3 separate regions of the Mus musculus genome follow, and regions 2 and 3 are each linked to region 1. Evidence: chromatin contacts called from public Hi-C data. All regions are on one chromosome and are shown on one strand. The core of a region is the stretch at or near the end of the contact, and the rest is flanking DNA. Distances in the headings are between cores, read along the strand shown. Region 1 has its middle 8.2 kb from the start of Gm29859. Region 2 overlaps Pmepa1 (prostate transmembrane protein, androgen induced 1). Region 3 overlaps Pmepa1 (prostate transmembrane protein, androgen induced 1).

Region 1 (3,444 bases), core at 268-2,767:
CTTTCTTACAGAACCCAGGATTATCAGCCCAGGGATGGCACCACCCACAAGGGGCCCTCCCACTTCTGATCACTAGTTGAGAAGATGCCTTACAGCTGGATCTCATGGAGGCATTTCCTCAAGGGAGGCTCCTTTCTCTGTGATAACTCCAGCTTGTGTCAAGTTGACACACAAAACTAGCCAATACACTCTTTTAATAGACATCTTATCTCTAACAATTTGTCACCTCCTTTGTCACCCTTCAACCCTACACTCTGGATCTTTCACCCTGGTAGCAATATTCCTTCAGCCCATCCCAACCGACCCACAGCTGAGGTCTGACCGCTAAGGCCCTGATGGTCTTCTGCCTAAAGTACATTTGACTCTGTGGTAACAATCACACCTAGGACTCCCCTTACATCTGGAGGGGTCCCAACTTTAGTTGAGTCTTCCCTACCCTACCAGCTGGTGGGATGAGAGGGTGGGAGATGGCGGATGTTTCTGGTGCTGCTGCTGGGGTCCAGTCACCTTTGCTTACTAGGGAAGGTGCATTGGCTGTGCCTGGGGCAGAACTGCTGACTTCAAGACAAAGCCTGCAGGCATATGGGGTGACCTGGCCCTCTTGCTGGCTGGGATGCTTTTTGTGACAAAAGTTGCTCATGAGCACCTAGGAACATAATGAGACGAGGCGGTGGAAAACAGGTCGGGCTGCTGGGAGAGGTCACCCTTGACCTGCTCTGTCAGTCTGCAAGAATGTTCCCTCTCCCTGAGTTTTCAGTGACTCCCTGGCAGGAGGCTGCAGAGGGGCACCCAAGGGAGGGTAGTTCATTTTTATGGTTCTCCACACTTGGGCGACCTTGCTCTGACCTCTTTATTTTCCAGCTGTTTTAAAGATGTGTTTTTATGAGGCCCTCCCCAGAGTCCCAGCTACCACCATGAGCTCAGATTCCAGAGTCACCAGAAAATAAACTCTGGGAATTTGGTTCATATTAGAACCATCACTGTCCCCGTGACCTCATCGGACACCTGTTCTAGGCCTCAGCCACGGTCTTTCCTGTGACTCATCTCCTGTAGTTGCTCACTGGAAGTATTGAGGCTAAAGGAGGCTTGGTGCCACCATCCTCTGTGAATGTCAGCCTTCATTGCCACTGGGGGAGTTTGGGAAATAAGAAAGTCGTGAGTTTAAAAAGACAGGGAAGAGAAAACATAATCCACAGAGCATGGACTGGCACAGAGAAGAGGCAAAAAATGGCTTGTGTGTTGATTTGGCGCAAGATGCGAATTTTTATAGTTCCCTGGCCATGAGAAGTTCCTGCTATTCTTTCCCACAGGCCTGGACTTACCCCTTGCCCAAATTCCCCATCGCATTGGTGTAGGACATGTTTATCTAATGTGAGATTCGGGGCTGCCCCCTTTTCTGGTCCTGGGCTCATTCGTGTAACAGACAAGGTTCCAGTTCTTAGTGTTCTGTGAGGCACCAGTGAGCAGCTTGGGGAGAGGCCCTACAGCTTCCTGCTTTTCTCATGCTGATGAATTCTGAGGCACTTGGTTCTAAAACGGATGACAACTGTTTCTTACAGAGGTGACTGCAGGGTAAGGGGTGAGAGCAGGCCGAGCCTGGCTCTCTTCCACCGGCTTGTGAAGTGACTCATGAGGTTGCTCTCGGGGCAAAGCTGGGCTCCACCTTGAGCTCAATTCAGAGCTGGAGGCCCCTCGTGAAAACAGGTGCCTGCTGCAGACAGCAAGCCTGGAGCTCAGCGTCTCTCTGTGCTGGCAACCTGGGGTCCAGAGCAACCCATCTACCTCCAAGGCGCCACATCTCCCTGTTGCTCTCTAGATTTGGACCCTTTCAATACTCAGAACTGTTAGACGACAGCCTGGAAGGTAAAGGCCTGAGTGCGCAGGTGCTGTGATATCTCTGATGAAGTCCCAGCTTCCATTGAGGAACAGGGTAGGAGGGATGGAGGAACACAGAGGGCGAACCTGGTCAGTTCCTCAAGGTAAACCCAAGAGGATTGGTTAGTCCTTGCGTTAGTCAATGTTCTGTTGCTGTGAGGAGACACCATGGCCAAGGCAACTACTGTAAGAGAAAGCATTTAACTGGGGGCCAGCTGGCTTACTGTTTCAGAGGTTTAGTCCATTATCATTAAGGGGAAGCATGATGAGAGGCAGGCAGGCAGGCACTGGACCAGTAACTGAGAGTTACATCCTGATCTGCAGGGGGTAAGAGGAGTGGGGAGACAGACAGACAGACAGACAGACAGACAGACAGACAGACAGGGACTGGTATGGGCTTTGGAAACCTCAAAGCCGACTCCTCAGTGATGCACTTCCTCCAACAAGGCCACACCTCCGTGTCCTCCTAATCCTTTGAAACAGTTCTACTCCCTAAACATTCGAAGTCTGAGCCTATGGGAGCCATTACTTATGCAGACCACCACAGGCTTCATCTTCCCTGTTCATAAGAATCCAGTAGGGAGACACTTAAACTGTAGCTTCAGTGTCCTGTCCTGCCAAGAGGGGTTTACTCCTGCCTCAGGTTCACTCCAAGAAACACTGACATAGAAGAATAATGTAAAGCCAGGAATGGTGGTGGACACCTGTAATCTCAGTATTCCTGGGTCTGAGGCAGGGGGAATCCCAAGAGTTTGAGGCCAGCTTGTGCTACACAGTTACCCAGTGAGTGCAAAGCTGGTCTGGGCTTCAGAATTATAGAAAGCAGGACAAAAGGCTTCTGTTAAAAAAGGCAGCCCAGGGAGCATGGAGCAGCCCAGGAGCAGCCCAGGGAGCACGGAGCAGCCCAGGGAGCACAGAGCAGCCCAGGGAGCACAGAGCAGCGAGGGGAGCACAGACCAACTCAGGGAGCACAGAGCAGCGAGGGGAGCACAGAGCGGCCCAGGGAGTCCTCTGAGTCTGCTGAGTCCTCTGAGCCTGGTAGCTAAATGCTGTTGTTCTTCTAGAATTATTCTTGCCTGGCTCAGGAATTCTGCCATGGACCAGGACTGGAGCAGAGACAGACCCACTCCAAAGCCCTCACACAGTGTGACTACTTGTTACATGTAGACACTGTGGGCAGTATGGTTGCTCAGCATTAAACAGCAGAACCTCAGAGTTAAACAAAGGTCTCAAGCCCTTGACACTCAGGGAGATGAGTCGGGCACAGAACAAGGGGATGCAAGCTGCGTGTTTTACAAAGTCTTCTGGCTTCTCTGTTGGCTCTTGTTGCCTATCAGTGCTGCTGTGACTGACCCAGTAAGGACTTTCTTCCTGGGAGACCCAGTAAGGACTTTCTTCCTGGGAGCCCTGTGCTCATTCTCCATCAGGTATGTGGAGATTTGTCACACTGTCCCCTCAGAGAGTGCATTTTGAGAGAACACGGTCATTCCCCCGGTACACATGCACTGGTTCATTCTCTTTGGTCTTTTGATGGACACATGTGCCTCTCAGTGTCATGCGGCCTGGGGA
Region 2 (3,444 bases), core at 255-2,754, 150 kb before region 1:
GGCCTGAGGTGACTCACTGACAAACCACACTCCTCAGGGGTGACACAGGCTGTGTGGAGGTAGGAGCCGACTGTCTCAATGAACACTGGATTGGTAGATGCCGAGGAGTGGGCTTGCGGGTCCTTCCCTGCACCTGATCCTCATGCCGATCACCCTTCTTACTGTTTATCATGTGGAAAAAGCATCAGAGAGATGGAGAGATGGGGGCGGGGAGGGGGAGGACACGACTTGGCCAGTGTGACACAGTAGGGCACGGTGAAGCTGAGACCTGGCTTCAACCAGACAGGCCCACCTGCTCCTCCTGTACCAGGTCTGAGGAGAGGTGATCCTCAGGGAGGTGCTTGGAGATGGATCTGTGGCCTACTCACATAAGTAGGAGGGGAGCCCTCACCCCAATTACCAGAGACAGCCAAGGGGCAAGGCGCCGGGTAGGCCAGCGAGCCTAGTGTGGCACACTGAGCCCAGGCAGACAACAGCTGTATCTAGGTCTCTCTGGGAGGACACAAGGCCTGGAGACACCTCAGATGCGCTGTGTCGGAAAGAGAGGGGGTCCCAGGGGAACTGTCACCTTCTGTTCCAGGTCTCCCCTGGGTCCCCTGTTTATCTAGCCAGGTGGTACAGGAGAGACAGTGAGGAGAGGCTCTCTTTGAGTGTCTGGGGAGTCGTCCCGGGTCCTGTCTGTTACAGCAGCAGCTAAGCTCAGGTGTACGTGTGGAATGAGCCACACTCTCTGCCATCTGTACCCAGAGCCTCTGTTCTCACACCCCACGCTCTCCGCTCGCCACACCCCACAGTGGGCTACGGGATCTTCACTAGCACCGCCTGGAAAGCTGCTCAGCCTTGGGCGAGTGCCCCACCCACCTCTCTGAGCCCTAGTTACTCCTCTGTGAGGGAGTGAGCCCCGGACGGACGTCACTCATGGCTGGTGCTGTGTGAAGAACACCGGCTAGGCAGCTGGCAGTGCCTATTGCTAGGTAACAGAGATAACAAACGAGCCAGGTGAGCCAGGGCATAACAGGCAGGATTCCTATACAGCAGGTGCCGGCTTTGTCCTCAGGCTGTGTCCTGAGCCTCAGTCAGGAGTCCTGGTGTCTCTGTCACGGCTCCTGCCCTGATGAACTGGTGACGCACTGAAACTGGTCCTGACGCAAGCGGAGATGCCCAAACCTGCCAGGAACAGCCCTGCTTCTCGGGCTATAGCCAGTTCTGTCTTGGCTTAGCCCTTAGACTTAGGAGCCTCTGCCAGCCCGGGACACCCCTCCTCCCAAAACTGGGGCACTGCGCCCGGCATGGCTCTGCTCACCCCATCCTCTCTGCACCTGCTGAGCCATCCAGGAGACAGGGTTGTGTATGTGCCAGCTTCTTCCATCTCAGGCTAACGACTATGCCTCCCTTCACCCCACTGCTGCTGACTGTGAACACCTGAGGGCAGGACAGAGCTTCCCAAAGGGGCCTGATGTCACAGTCAGGAGGGGCAAGTCCTACCCACAGGAGATGACTACCCAGGCACTGACTCTGGAGTCCAGAGAGGGCGCTGTTGGGTCCCAGGTAGTCCCTGATGCTCACAGCGCCAAAGCGTCCGAAACACACGCTTATAATGTCAGCTAGGATGATTCCCTCTGGAGCAGTGACTGTCCCTCAGTGACAGAGGGCAGTTTTAGGATCCCCAGCTTGGCTTGGCATGTATGTCCGTGAGTGTGCGTGTGCGTGTAAAACCCTTGCTTGTTTGCATAGAGACCAAGCAGTCCTCTGGGTACATTAAGTTACTCCAGGCGACTGAGTGTCCCTGGAAGGATGTAAGTGAGCTGGGACTAGTTACACAGTCTCACTTAGGCTAACAAGAGGCCCAGCAGACATGGGAATGCTTGCCTCTTGGGCTCTGAGGGTGGCTGAGCCCCAGGACACTGAACTCTGATCCCCAGGCTGGCTAGGTTTGGTCTTCCCTCCCTCTTAAGAGTGTCGGGGCTCTGTATAAAGCTCAAGGACGCTCTCCTGCACCTCTCATGCTTAGCTTCCCCCAAAGCTGGGGAGTTTGGGCACACAGAGAGCACCCAGCAGAGAGCTGGCGGGGGAGGCGTCATGCGGAGACAGCAAGCTCACTATGTCAAGCCTTCCAGCCAGAGACTATGTCAAGCCTGGACTGCCCAGGAGGCACCCTGTGCTGGCTCATCACACCTGAGGAGCCAGATGGGGCTCAGGCCATGGGAGAGGCCTCAGTGTCCGGTTGCTTCATGGCCTCCCATGGCACTCCCAAGACTACATGGCCCAAGTGCTAGTGGCCTGTTGGCGAGAGGGTAGGATTGTCACCTCCTTCCATCTAGATCACAGCCCCAAGGGGGCATCTTTCCTACCCCTCTGTCCTGGTGGACACTCCGTTAAGCAGCAGCTGCCTTTCTTCACTCTGTCTCACCTGGCTTCTCAATGGCCTTAGGAGGCCTGACCTGCCACCACATAGCCTAGCTGTCTCCCCTGAATTGTCTTCCACCTCCTTGCTCCCCCAAACCGGTACCCACTCAGCCCCTAGCTATGGAGATTAAGACAGCTCCCAGCTCCGCCTCACATAGTGGGGTTCCTCTGGGGAGCCCACAGAATCATACCTGACACTTCCTGCTCCCTCTGGGAAGACAGCAGGAGCCACTTCTAGGGGCAGCTTTGCTAGGCCCTCAGGCTTGGGCCCATCCTCACGTCTACCTCAAATGTGCAAATTCCTAGCTTCCCTTCAGCCCAAACCTTCACGAGCTCCTGGTCCCCCCCCCCCCCCCCCCCCCGAGTCTCGAGCGTGAGTCTTATCCGCCTCCTGTTCCTGCTTCACTGACTGGAGGAAGCAGCAGCCTCTGAGCCCTCATCCCTGGTCCTGTGAGCACCCAGATGGGGGTAACGCCATGAGTGTTCTGTCAGAGTGTTCCGTGCGGAGGCCCCACTCACCGAGGACAGTCCATCGTCTCTCCTCCTGGCCTGGCTGTGTCGGCTGATGAAGGAGCGGGCTGACAGCTTGTAGTGGCTCAGCAGGCACGTAATCATAACCACCATCACCATCATCACTACCACGATGACCACGATTTGCACGAACTCCAGCTCCGCTGTGGGCAGAGGGACACGTGAGACTTTAGGGTCAGCCTCCAAAGGCTCTCTCAGCCACGCAACGCTGAGGACTTGGGCACGGGGGAGAAGACAGCTCAGAGACCCTGTGCTCAGAACGTGGTCCAGTCCCAACCTTGAACATGGATGAAGACTTGGTCCCACCCTCAGAGATGCCTGGCATGGCCTGGCTCTCAGAAAGGAACTTGTGTTTTGAATCCCGGTGGCTCCTATGGGGCCTGGAGAGGGACGGTGGGAAGAAGAGGGGCTCGTGTGGGCGCCGGTGAGGGATGTGGACAGAGGTAGAGGCAACACAGGGGCATGCGCACGTAAGAACCAGCCCAGTGCAGGGCTCTCCCAATATCC
Region 3 (3,444 bases), core at 317-2,816, 130 kb before region 1:
ACATACACCCCGAATCGCCCCATATGTCTGCCCCCACCTAGCCACAAGCACAGACAAAACTAATCAATTACCACACCTTTCTCAAACAGCCCAGCCCTTGCCTAAGAAGCTTCCCCTCCCAATGCCCTGGAAAGCTCTTGGCCAATCAGGCAGACAAAACCTGTCTGGCAGGGTTGTCCTCCAACACAGGGTCTCTGGCCTGAGGGGGAGTGATTAATTATTCAGGGAAAATAGACTTCCAGGGCAAATGAGGCAGTGGGTTCCAGGAACCACCCACAATCCCAGCAGCACCCTTGTCAAGAAGGGCCTTGTGTGAGCTCTCCCTCCACTGCGCTCTGTCTGGAGACCAACCTCTTACCTCATACCCACCCAGGCCCTGGGTCTCATCCATGAACCCTGGGCGGCTGGGTCTGCCTGCCTGTGGCCTCTATCTTCACCATAACCTCAACCTCTCCCTTCAACCGGCCCAGTCGTCCATCACCAGTCTTGGAGCTGGCTGGATGACCCCTCTCTGCCTTCTGCTATCCAAATAGCAGCTGTTGAAGAGTGTGCCAACTGACCTGCTCTCAGCTCCACAAAACTCCCCAGTAACCAAGTCACCCCAAGGCCTCCTGAGATACTGCAGGATCAGGCCCATCCTCAAAGTCTCGCTCCTTCCAGTCCTCCATGGTCTTGGGAGCTCCAGAAGGCCAGGCAAATCCTACCCCAAGACTAGTGGCTCCCAAGACACTGGCTTGGTTGGTGACAAGCCCCTGTGACTCTCCAGCCCTGGGGACTTCTGAGCAATGACAGGTGACCTGAGAAGACAGAGATGACTGGGGACATCACACAGCAGGTAGCCACAGCTCAGCTAAGCACCGCTAAGCTTCTCACTGCCCTCCTTGTCCAGGTAGCCCCCTCACTTTGGGAGCTGCTGTGAGGGCAGCAGGACACGGTGCTGTGGACCGTGCTGTGGGTGGCCTCAGATCCCATTTGAGGGTTGCTGGTCTTCCTCATGCAAGAGCTTCTTCACTTTCTAGTCCTGCTCAGACCAGTTTCCTATCTACCCTCTCTCTTAATTCCAATAGCATCACCACGCTGGGGATGAGGTCTCTGGGCTTGGACTGCATTCAACCCCAATTCTTCAGATAACTGTGCTTAAGGAAAGAAAGACACTGTGTATGTGGTGGCAGTGGCCGGGATGGGGTGTGGGTATGAGGGGATTGTACTGTGCACTTGTGGCAATTCAGCCACACCCCAGGGTCTCCCATCCAGTGCCACTAACACCCTTCACACACTCTTACTTTTGACAACGAAGTCTGCAGACATTGCCAAAGCGCTATGATCCCAGCAAGGTGACTGAGGCTCAAAGCAGTGGGGCCTCTGCTGCTGGAGGAGGAGAGCTGAGGGGGTGGGAGAGGGCGGGGGGGGGGGGCTGCCTCTCCCTGAGCAGCTGCGGCTCTCACATGGTACATGCCAGACCTTCTTGTCACCAATGGGCACAGTGACTCGGCACAGCTGAGGTTCCTGTCTCACTGGGGACTTTTTCCACTTGGTCCTCTCTTGCCAAGACTTCAGACATCCTGGCCTCCTCAGACTGGGCAGAGCAGGCACAGAGTGCCTGGAGTTCCTCTGGCACAGACATGGCCCGACACTGCCTCTGGGCCTTTGTCTTCACTGGCAGCCTGCCCCAGACTTATTGGCACAGGCTGTTGGGTTTTTATTTAGCCAGTGTCAGCTAAGCAGTGCTGGGCCCGCAAACGCTGTGGATGTCAGCTAGACTGGGCTACCCGGGGCATCTCTGTGGGGGGACAGCCTAGGTTTCAGTGGTGGTCTGGTCCCATGCTGGGCTACCTCCTTTGAAGCCACTACCCACCCCTTTCCTGTGTCAGCCTACTTGGGCTCTCCCCAAAAACCCTGACCCTTCAGAATTCAAGGGATTACTCCCCAGAGTGACATGTCTAGACTGGCAGTCTCGATGTGTGACTAAGCTTTGTGTGGTGGGGACAGGGCCTGGTCTCCCCAAGGAGAAATGTTGATTAGGGAACTTGGCGTTATGGAAGACGACTGGGACCGGGCCACTTCTGGGGTACCACACACACTCTCTCCCTTCCTGGGGACAGACCTAACCCAGCACAGGGATTCAGACCTGGGTCTCTGAACTTGGAAGCCTGGGACCTGCCTGCCACTGGTCAGTCCTCAGAACAGCACCCCACACTCTCACAAATGGCTACTCTTATCCCTTTCAGACAAGTGCAGCCAGGCCAGGGGTCTTCCTGAACCTAACTAGAAAGAAGGCAAGAGTTAGGGTAGGGCCCACATGCTGTGACCTCTGGCCCCTACTGACCCTCCCTGGTCACTTAAACCCCAGGAGAGCTCATTCATACCCAGTGGCTTTTCAAGGGGTAGCTCATTTCCCCACGGTCACCCATGTGACTGATCACCCATGTGACTGGTCACTCGCTTCCCTGGCAGCTCACATGGAATCCCATTTCCCTGTGGCTCAGGTGGCTGCCTGCTCCCAATACCACCACCAGTCTGTTTCCCCATGGTCACCTACTCCTCTCGTGGCTATCCACTCCCCGTGGTGACTCCAGGACAGTGCACGCCCTATGATCAGTCCCTCACTCTCATAGCCACTCCCACAACTCCCAATGCCCACCTCCTGCCCTCCTCCAGCCCCTAGGCAGCCACATCTGAGAGTATCTCGTGCAGGACTGGCCCCAGGGACAGGGGCACTTTGCCTTTTGTCCTTATCGTTGGTCAAATTCTTTGAGTTTGGAGTTAAATAAGGAGCTCTCTGTTGTCTTTCCAGTCATAAGAATCAGCCTATTGTCACTGCAGACCGAGAAACACACTAGCCAGCTCTGTCTGGAGTCTGTCCTTTGAACGGTCACTTGGACACACTGTGCTCATGACCACAGCATGATGCTTTGGGGTCTTTTTTTTTTTTTTGGTCCCCTCTAAGTGACTTATTTCACGCACTTCAGTAGAGAGAGGGGTTTGGGGCAGGTCAGCGGTAGAGCACACACTAACTAAGATCCAGGGTACCCAAGTTCTATTCCCCTGTACTCATGTAACCCAAAGTGGTGAGTGCGGTGTGCAACTCTGACCCACTATTCGGGGAAGGAGGGATGGATGATAAGGAGTCTACACTACACAGTCACCAACACAAATCTTCAAATCTTTCCTATCTGCACGGACGCCACAGGCCAACTGAGCACCGTGCACAGCTGGGGAGTCTCCGGCTCCGTCCGACCTACTGTGGGAGACCCGGGACACAGGCAGCTCTGGCTTTGAGGCTCCTTAGTTGGTGAGACATCAGCGGACTCTGTGGAGTGGGCGTGAAGCCCTGTGGCTCATTGTAGAACCTGTGACCTAAGAGCCGTTAAAGGTGAAGACATCAGAGTCCTTCCCGCCCATCTCACGGCCACATCTGAGCTAAGAGCCACAGTGCTCCCCAAA

Evidence for each region. Hi-C and Micro-C count contacts between places; a contact is called where the count stands out from the background.
Region 2: a contact with region 1 is called in a Hi-C map of muscle stem cells, with 2.3 times the contacts expected there. The contact joins two enhancer-like sites. A contact is called at or near these places in 1 of 39 promoter capture datasets (hippocampal neurons), 2 of 15 datasets of contacts at CTCF or cohesin (large pre-B cells and pro-B cells), 3 of 484 Hi-C or Micro-C datasets (embryonic fibroblasts, muscle stem cells and uterus), 7 of 115 datasets of contacts at active chromatin or transcription factors (the HPC-7 cell line, embryonic hindbrain, embryonic stem cells and 3 more) and 1 of 9 other capture datasets (adipose tissue).
Region 3: a contact with region 1 is called in a Hi-C map of muscle stem cells, with 2.1 times the contacts expected there. The contact joins two enhancer-like sites. A contact is called at or near these places in 2 of 484 Hi-C or Micro-C datasets (both in muscle stem cells) and 4 of 115 datasets of contacts at active chromatin or transcription factors (acute myeloid leukemia, embryonic stem cells, pancreatic cancer cells and 1 more).

Annotation. Positions count from the first base shown.
Region 1 is chr2:173,384,399-173,387,842 of GRCm38.p6, forward strand. No RefSeq gene overlaps it. Among named protein-coding and RNA genes, the nearest start is that of Gm29859, 8.2 kb to the left of the region's middle. Within about 2 kb of position 1,518, at least 72 of the 459 cell types and tissues checked have an H3K27ac peak or open chromatin away from gene starts, as enhancers often do. A contact at or near this core is called in muscle stem cells and pancreatic cancer cells, where this site is marked.
Region 2 is chr2:173,231,382-173,234,825 of GRCm38.p6, forward strand. Pmepa1 (prostate transmembrane protein, androgen induced 1) reads right to left here. Exons shown (of 4, transcript NM_022995.3): 2 at 2,926-3,080. Among named protein-coding and RNA genes, the nearest start is that of Zbp1, 14 kb to the left of the region's middle. Within about 2 kb of position 1,505, at least 32 of the 459 cell types and tissues checked have an H3K27ac peak or open chromatin away from gene starts, as enhancers often do. A contact at or near this core is called in muscle stem cells and pancreatic cancer cells, where this site is marked.
Region 3 is chr2:173,256,220-173,259,663 of GRCm38.p6, forward strand. The region is part of intron 1 of Pmepa1 (prostate transmembrane protein, androgen induced 1); the gene reads right to left. Among named protein-coding and RNA genes, the nearest start is that of Pmepa1, 19 kb to the right of the region's middle. Within about 2 kb of position 1,567, at least 139 of the 459 cell types and tissues checked have an H3K27ac peak or open chromatin away from gene starts, as enhancers often do. A contact at or near this core is called in muscle stem cells and pancreatic cancer cells, where this site is marked.